Linked DNA regions of Rattus norvegicus: region 1 is linked to region 2. The links are chromatin contacts, called in public Hi-C maps. All regions are on one chromosome and are shown on one strand. Each heading gives the region's core, a stretch centred on a gene start, on an enhancer-like site or on the middle of the called end of the contact. The rest is flanking DNA. Distances are from core to core; before and after follow the strand shown. Region 1 holds the start of Mtmr10 (myotubularin related protein 10). Region 2 holds the start of Klf13 (KLF transcription factor 13).

Region 1 (3,623 bases), core at 1,038-3,537, 320 kb after region 2:
CTAAAGATACTTGGAGCCCTGGTGGGAAACATCTTTGAAGTTGGGTCTGATAGTACAGGCCCATAATACGATCTACTGGGAGACCCAAGTTCAAGGCCAGCAACGCAGTAAAATCCTATCAATAAAGGAATTGGGGGGCTATAGTTTAGTGATAAGTCATCTGCTAAATACATGGGGGTTTGGAGTTCAGTTCAATTGCTTACACAGCAAGAAAAAGGAAGGGGAGGGAAACTCAAAATGGTCTTTACAGAGCCCTGATCTTGTGCTTCCCTGATTCTATCATTGTGATAATACATTTTTGTTATCTAGACCAAGGTGCTTGGAGAAGCCTAATCCAGCCACAGAGGGATCAGTAGCAGCAGGCTAGACAGTGTAGTAGTTTGTTATAGTAACCCAAGTGCCTAAGCGGACTAATACAACTGGATATGCAGAATATGTTATTTAAAAAGTATCCAGAAAGAAAACAAATCTGGAGTTCTCCCACATTTCAGTTTTTGCTGGCATGCATAAAAGATACAGATTCTAAGAAAATATGCCCCCCACCCCAAGAGAGCACAACTGTTTGAAGACTATTAGGGGGTAAATCAATTTCAGGTAGAAAAGTAACAGAATAGCTATAAAAGTTAAATATGTAGCAGTGTTTATTCATGAGTACTTTAATCGAATTTACTTGTCAAAGTAGTCAAGTGTTATAAACAGATTAGTCAGAAAAGATTCAGGGCTTGCTCTGAATCTAGGACAAGCTGGAATATAACACACACACACACACTTAGTGTCATGAGTACACTTGTCTGCATGATGACTGTGCTTTCTGGGCTTACATCAGTTTCCCTTTGACATTCGTGATACAATGTTGAGTTTTAACCATTATTTTTCAACGTATAGGGGCATGGAATACCACTGGCTCCCTCTCACAAAACATTTCTTCAATTCGGAGGCTATTTCAATTCAGAGGCACAATAAATCTAGACACACCCTATACTATGCTGAAGTTGGGCTGCTCTTTTCGACTAAGCAGCAGATTCTCATTTCCACAACCTAGTGTATGAATTGGGGGGGGGGGGGAGAAAGAGAAAGGACATGGCTACTCTCTGGTATGGTGGAGGAGAAAGTTTATTGTAGGTAAAAGGGAGAACATAACCAGAGGCAGAGAAATCCGGCAGAGTCCAGAGCAGGCTTGACCAGGAGCTATGTGAGAACAGGTATAGGAAGGGAGTGAGGACAGCCAGGAAATAGATGCAGCAGCCAAGAGGGCAAGAGATAAAAAAAGGTCAGGTAACCAAAACGGCTGGATTCTATAGGGAAGAGCCTCTAGGGGAAAGGCAGCCCAGTCCCTGGGTTGGAGAGTTCAAGGGTAGAGCGTTGGGCATACTAACCCTAACAGGAAGTCCCATAAAAGGTAGGGACTGAGAGATGTTGAAAGAACCTGGCTGTGTTAAATAGTCACCTGAGGTATTAGTCCCAGGGTTTGAGACTTGAGTGTATAGTCTCCACCAGCGGTGGGGGTCTTCTCTCTCTTGGATTCTGATGACTTAGCTGTTAAATAACATCTTTATATATGAGGATGGAAACGGGGAGGGGGGAGAAGACAACTTGCTTAATATCCCGTTTCACTTAAAGTTTAACGAGAAGAATAAAATCAGTAAACTAAATTGGGGATTCTGGTTTGCTAGCCACTGGCCACTCAGCACAAGTCAAGTCTCAAGCACCTCAAGGAAACCAGTAGTTAGGTGAACAACAAGAACAAGAATAACACACACACACACACACACACACACACACACACACACACACACACACACACACACAAACACACACACCATGCTAGTAGCTCAGGAGGGATGACTAACACTATTTCAGCCATCTCAGATTCCTTGAGGACTGGGGTACTGGGACAGCAGTTACAATGCACACTGCCCACTATGGGCCACTGCAGCTTCGCGTGGGCGGCATGACCCTCGTGAGTCGCAGTAGGACCGTGAAAGCCGCCATGACCCCTGCGGGCCTCCGTAGAAGCGCGTTCTCAAGATGGCCTCTCGGGGGCCCCGTGGCACCCCACTCTAGCGTCGCGCTCCGCGACAGTGCGGCCTAGAGACAACTCCGCGCGCCGCTTCCGGGGATGGGAGTGGCTCTGCCCAGCTCCGCCCATCTCGGGCGGGCACTCCTCTTCATCGGTCCCCGCCCGTCAGTCCGCCCGGTGGGGCGGGCCACAGACCCGGCCTGGGCAGCTGCACCGGGAACGCTGAACCGGGAGGCATCTGGCCGGCCATAGGGCCGGGACGCACAGGCGGTGGCACCATGTTCTCTCTCAAGCCGCCCAGACCCAGCTTCAGGTCCTACCTCCTGCCGCCGCCCCAGGTAAGCGCTCGCGGCTCCGCGGGCTGCTCGGGACTTAGACCGGAGCCAAGCGCGCCTCCGGGCAGCCACGGGCGCAGTAGAAACTTGTAGAGTTCGGCGGCGGCCATTCTCTGGCCGAAGTCCTGCGGTCCCTAGTCTTGCCTTGGGACGAGATCGTAGGGACGGTCCCGAGCTGCATTTCATTCCTTCCTTCGGGGCTGGGCACCGACCCTGCTGTGACTGCCAGATGGTTGCAGCGCTGTGGACACCTCGCAGAGCTTACCTGTCTAGTAGCTGTGAATTCTTGAAAGCGGCTTGGGCTGTTGTAAATATGTTTATTGTGAGGCTCTCAAGTCGATGAGTAGATCTTAAAACGATCTCTATTTGGACTTGAGAGAGTTTTAAGTAGGGGATATATGTCTGTCGCATGTGTCATCACTTAGAAAATTTGCCTTGGTATCTTGTGACAGGGCGGTATTTGGATTTCTCTTTATTTTGTTCCTGTATTTCAGACTGACGATAAGATCAGTTCCGAACCGAAGATTAAAAAACTGGAGCCAGTTCTTTTGCCAGGTAAATTTCAGAATTTGAATGTGTACAGACTGAGATTGTACGTTATAGTATTATGTAGTTATCTTTCCCTTTCTATTATTTTTAACTTTCTCCAGTTAAAAAACTTAAGTGAGTAGAGAAGGAGTTGGCTAGACATAATTGATGTTTGTCTCGGAAAGTTTAAAGTACAATAGAAGACTTTCAAGAGCGTGACCATCTTATTTCTTTTCTGTCTTCTGAAATGTTAGCTTTGAAAGAAGCATCTACTTGAGTCGTGAAAATTCTTTTGCTCTACATATGTGCTGCCACCTAATGAAATCGTGATTAATAATCAAATCATCATCTTAATGTGTTATGATAGTATGAAAAGCATGATTGTGTCTCTAAGGTAATTGACTTACTCTGTAATTGGTTTGTGAAGTTGTCAGCTGTCTGCAAATTTGCTTGTTTCAGTTTAGAACTTTGTTTCCCAGTAGGGACACTATTGACCTTTCAGGCTGGGCAATTCTTTGTTGTGTGAGGAGCTGTCCTGAGCTGACAGCCACCCCTACATCCTTGGTCTCTATCTGTTCCATGACAGTAGTACCCCGTCTTCTGCTAACTAGCTGTCATGTCCTAGGTACAACCAGAATGTCTCCAGGCATTGCTCTCTCTCTCTCTCTCTCTCTCTCTCTCTCTCTCTCTCTCTCTCTCTCTGTGTGTGTGTGTGTGTGTGTGTGTGTGTGTGTGTGCCT
Region 2 (4,004 bases), core at 627-3,126:
CAGCAAAAAACATCTAGGCAACCATGAGCAAAACTGCAGGACTTGACTTGGGGCTGAAGAGAAGGTTCAGTAGTTAAAAACCACTTGCTGCTCTTACCGATGAGGGAGGTTCAGTTCCCAACACTGACAAGGAGGCTCTCAACCGTCTGTAGCTCCAGATCTAGGGGAATCTGAAGCCCTCTTTTGGTCTCCAAAGGTACTGCACTCCTATGGTGAACTTACAGGCAAAATACTTACACGCATTAAAAATTTCTGGACAATTCAGGGCGTGGTGATGCATACCTTTAGTCCTAGCACTCCGAAGCAGAGACAGATTACTGAGTTCAAGGCCAGCCAGGTCTACAAAGGAAGTCCTGGACAGCTACGGCTGGTTACACTCAGAAACCCTGATTTGAAAACACACACACACACAAACCAAAAGCCAAAAAAACTCCTTCAGTACATGAAATTCTGTTTTATCAGGCTACACCCACACACAAAAGGGGGTGATGGAATGGGGGGGGGGGGCTGCACAAACCCTCTTGGATGCTTGAGTCATTTTCTCTTCTGCTCTTCAGAGGTCATCTTGACCAGACAGACCAGAACTAAGGATGAGAATGCATGGTGGTGTGCTGCCCACTTGTACTTCAAGGCCAAGCCTCCTTACTAACAAGCTGTATTATCTTTGTTTACACAATAAGGCATTGCCAAATAGAATGCGTTCCTCAAAGCAAAATGGCACAATGGGTAAGGACACCCATTGCCAAGCCTGGTAAGTCGAGTTTGATTTCTGGAACCCACATGGTAGAGAGAACTGACTCCCCCAGGCTATCCCCTGACCTTCATGTGTATGCTGTGAGACGTGCACTGTGCGTGCACGAGTGCGCGCATGCACACGCATACACACACACACACACACACACACACACACACACACACACGAGTAACTGTAAAAGCAGCTTTTAAAAAATGAAACACCGAGAGGTTTTTAAAGAAGGGTGCTAAAACACACCATCTATGAAGCCAAACCTCACACAACTGGCCAAGGACGGAGACAGCAACACCACTGAGCCTTACAGACAACACGCAGGTCTCGGGCCCTTCCCCACCCCTCAACGCAATGTTAAAAACTCTAGTTGTTTTTTTTTTTTTTTAACACTATGAAATAAAATTCTGAAAAACAAAAGAACGAAAGCCTCAATTCTGCAAACATCCTTGAAGAGGTGACCCTCGGTCATATTAGGAGGATGGCATCTAAGTTACACAGAGGAGGGGTGGGAAGGCATTCAGTGATGGGGACACCAGACAGCCCTCTACTCAGGGGCTAGGCCAGGCCTCTTGCTGAGGACCAGCTGCTGCTCCCTAGTGAAAGCAGGCAGAGCTGGAATGTTTAGACTGAGGGAAGCAAAACCAGCCCTGAATCTGAAATCAGTACAGCAAATCTGGACATTCCTTTGGTGCTGGACTGGGGGCCTGCCACACACGGCAACTGCAGAGAGTTGCCTTCCTGGCAGGTCCACACTGAAAACAGAATAAACAGTCCATAAAACAATCCAGCCCCCTTGACATGCATAAACCACGAGACTGACCCTGCAGGACCATAAGGGGGGAGCCTCAGCGAATAAACTATCTACCAGGTGACCTAGACCAGCAGTACTGGTCAGAAAATGGACGAACCAGCTTCCCTGCTTACTCACCAGGCTCTCTGTTGGGGCAAGGATATATAAAGTGACCGACAGTGAGACAGAGTAGAGACCCTGGCAAACCAGGAGTCCCTGGGAATGTACTGTTGTGTCCACTCATGGGCTGGCCATTCCCACAGGGACATTCCCATCAACAGCCAGGCGTATGGACAGGAGAGCCCGGCCAGGTGCGGCTGACCCAGGCTGCCTGCAAGAAGCAGTCGGAGCTTAATAGCAGACATAATCCTCACTGGCATGGCTGAGGTGTAAAGCTAGTTCACACCCTAGACTCCTCCAGGAAGACTGGCTTTGGGCAGGAAGGTAGGTGGCCCCGGGGGCTCTGGAAGCTCCACTTATGGGCATCTGAGCACTCCAGGAGAAGAGAAGCAGCTCCCCAAAATTTTCCATGGAACTTAATCAGCCTCAAAGCCAATAAATCCTGGTGTGGTGTTTACGTAAGCGCTCCCAGCCTCTGGCCCTCAGCCAGTGCTCCAAAACCTACGCTGTGCCAGCTGTCGGCAGTGGGGTGCCCTCTGTGCTGCCCCCACCCTGCCTCACCAACCTAAAAGAAAAAGTCAATGAATCATAGAAATGTTCCTCCTATAAATGGAATATAAATGTTTATTAAGAAATTACGGGAACCAGGTCAGGCATTTTGCAATCTTAGTCATACTAGCTAATTAAAAAAAAAAAATCAAAATAGAAACCCATCTTAGAAACTTGAGACAATGAAAGCTTCTCTAGCCAAGGAGCGCTTGGAGCCTAGACTCAGCTTGGTTGTCAAGGCAACTCAGTATTTACCTCCAGTTCTGCTGTGTAGGAGGATCCTGACTGGGACCAGGAACAGCCAACCAAGCCACCTCCTCCCCAACACCACACAGGAGAGGTGCCAGGGTGTCCCCAGAGAGCAGAAGGAGGAAGCCACAGCTTCCCTCGGGGATGTGTACTGTCTCCCCAGCATAGACACCTATAGCACAAGGGAGAGGCACCTACATTCTCCTTCCTTCAGCCCCCTGTGCCCCAGTTCCTTGAGGGCTGGAAACCACTGAAGGCAAGTTAGAACCAGCTTGAGTCCAAAGTATAAGGAGGAAAGAAATTAAGGGTGGATGTGCCCAGACTGCACCCTCAGCTGGACAGCCCATGCCCACACTCAGATCCTATCCAGGCTCCTAGTCTGTGGGGAGGCCTGAAGGAGAGCAAATTCCCTCCTGTTCAACTACCGGTCCCCTCTATATCCGGAGACCAGTCCTGTCTGCACAGGCACCTCCAGACACGCTACTCCCTCCTGCTCTGCTCTTGCAGGGCATCAGGCTTTCTAAAGGGTTCAAGTACCACAGGGACAAACGTTCCTGCTGCAGCCTGTATACCTACAGGGCGTCTTACGGCTGACTTCCATCCAAGGGAGCAACTGACCCATGTGCCGGCTGAACGGCTCATATATAATAGTGTACAAAGTACACGCAAAGGCACATATGCACACATGTACATGTGGGCACACATCCATACACACCCACGTAAACTCTTTCTTCCAAGCCAAGCTCCACGAGTAACTGGACAAATGAGTTTGAAACTCTGGATCATAATTCAGGCTAAGAGACAGATGTGGGAGTGAAGGCCTATAATTCTAGCTCTTTGAGAGGCTGGGGCAGGAGAACCCCAAGTTCCAGCAGAGCCTAGGCAACTTAATGACATTACTGATGGAGAAAAACTGCTGGGGCTCAGTGGAAAAAGTACTTGCCTAGCATATATAAAACTGGGGATTCAATCTCTATGGGGACAGGAAAATAAAGACTGAAGTTTCTCAAAAGCTAGAGTGTGAACTTAAGAGTGATACAATTATCCAAAGCATGAAGTCTCTCCATGGGACAGGCCGTACCAGAACCTTGTCTTGCAGGCCTGGCAGTTTAGGAAAACCAGCTTTCTGACTGCTAACATGGCAGAACCGTGCCAGTGCGGGTAACACCCTGACTGTTCTATTTGAGAGAGCCACATCCCTCCACGAAGTCTGGCAGGCACACAGCCTTGACATATGGACATTCTGCAGAGCCCCACGCTCGCACAGAAGACACCATGGGTTGTGTCAGGCCAAGTAGCAAAGGGGGCACTCTAGAAAAGATGACAGCTCAAAGTCCCTTTGTGTCCCAGGTGCTGCCATGGGCTGATAGTCAAAAACAGCAGATCAGAGAAAATCTTCCTGAGAACCTCAGAGAGCCTGAGGCAATCTGAGGGTCCCAAAGGTCACCTACGAGTTGCAGGTCACTCAGCAAACCTGGTAGGAGAGGAGCATGGGAGAAACATGTAGGCACCATCACCACTAAGCAAACCAAGGTGGTGGGATGGGGT

Evidence for each region. Hi-C and Micro-C count contacts between places; a contact is called where the count stands out from the background.
Region 1: a contact with region 2 is called in a Hi-C map of mammary epithelial cells, with 2.5 times the contacts expected there. The contact joins the promoter of Mtmr10 here to the promoter of Klf13 in region 2. A contact is called at or near these places in 2 of 12 Hi-C or Micro-C datasets (Schwann cells and mammary epithelial cells).

What each region holds. Positions count from the first base shown.
Region 1 is chr1:127,268,852-127,272,474 of GRCr8, forward strand. Mtmr10 (myotubularin related protein 10) reads left to right here and starts at 2,288. Exons shown (of 16, transcript NM_001100846.1): 1 at 2,288-2,358; 2 at 2,850-2,910. The coding sequence starts at 2,299.
Region 2 is chr1:126,946,560-126,950,563 of GRCr8, forward strand. Klf13 (KLF transcription factor 13) reads right to left here and starts at 1,877. Exons shown (of 2, transcript NM_001109147.1): 1 at 1,677-1,877. The coding sequence starts at 1,782.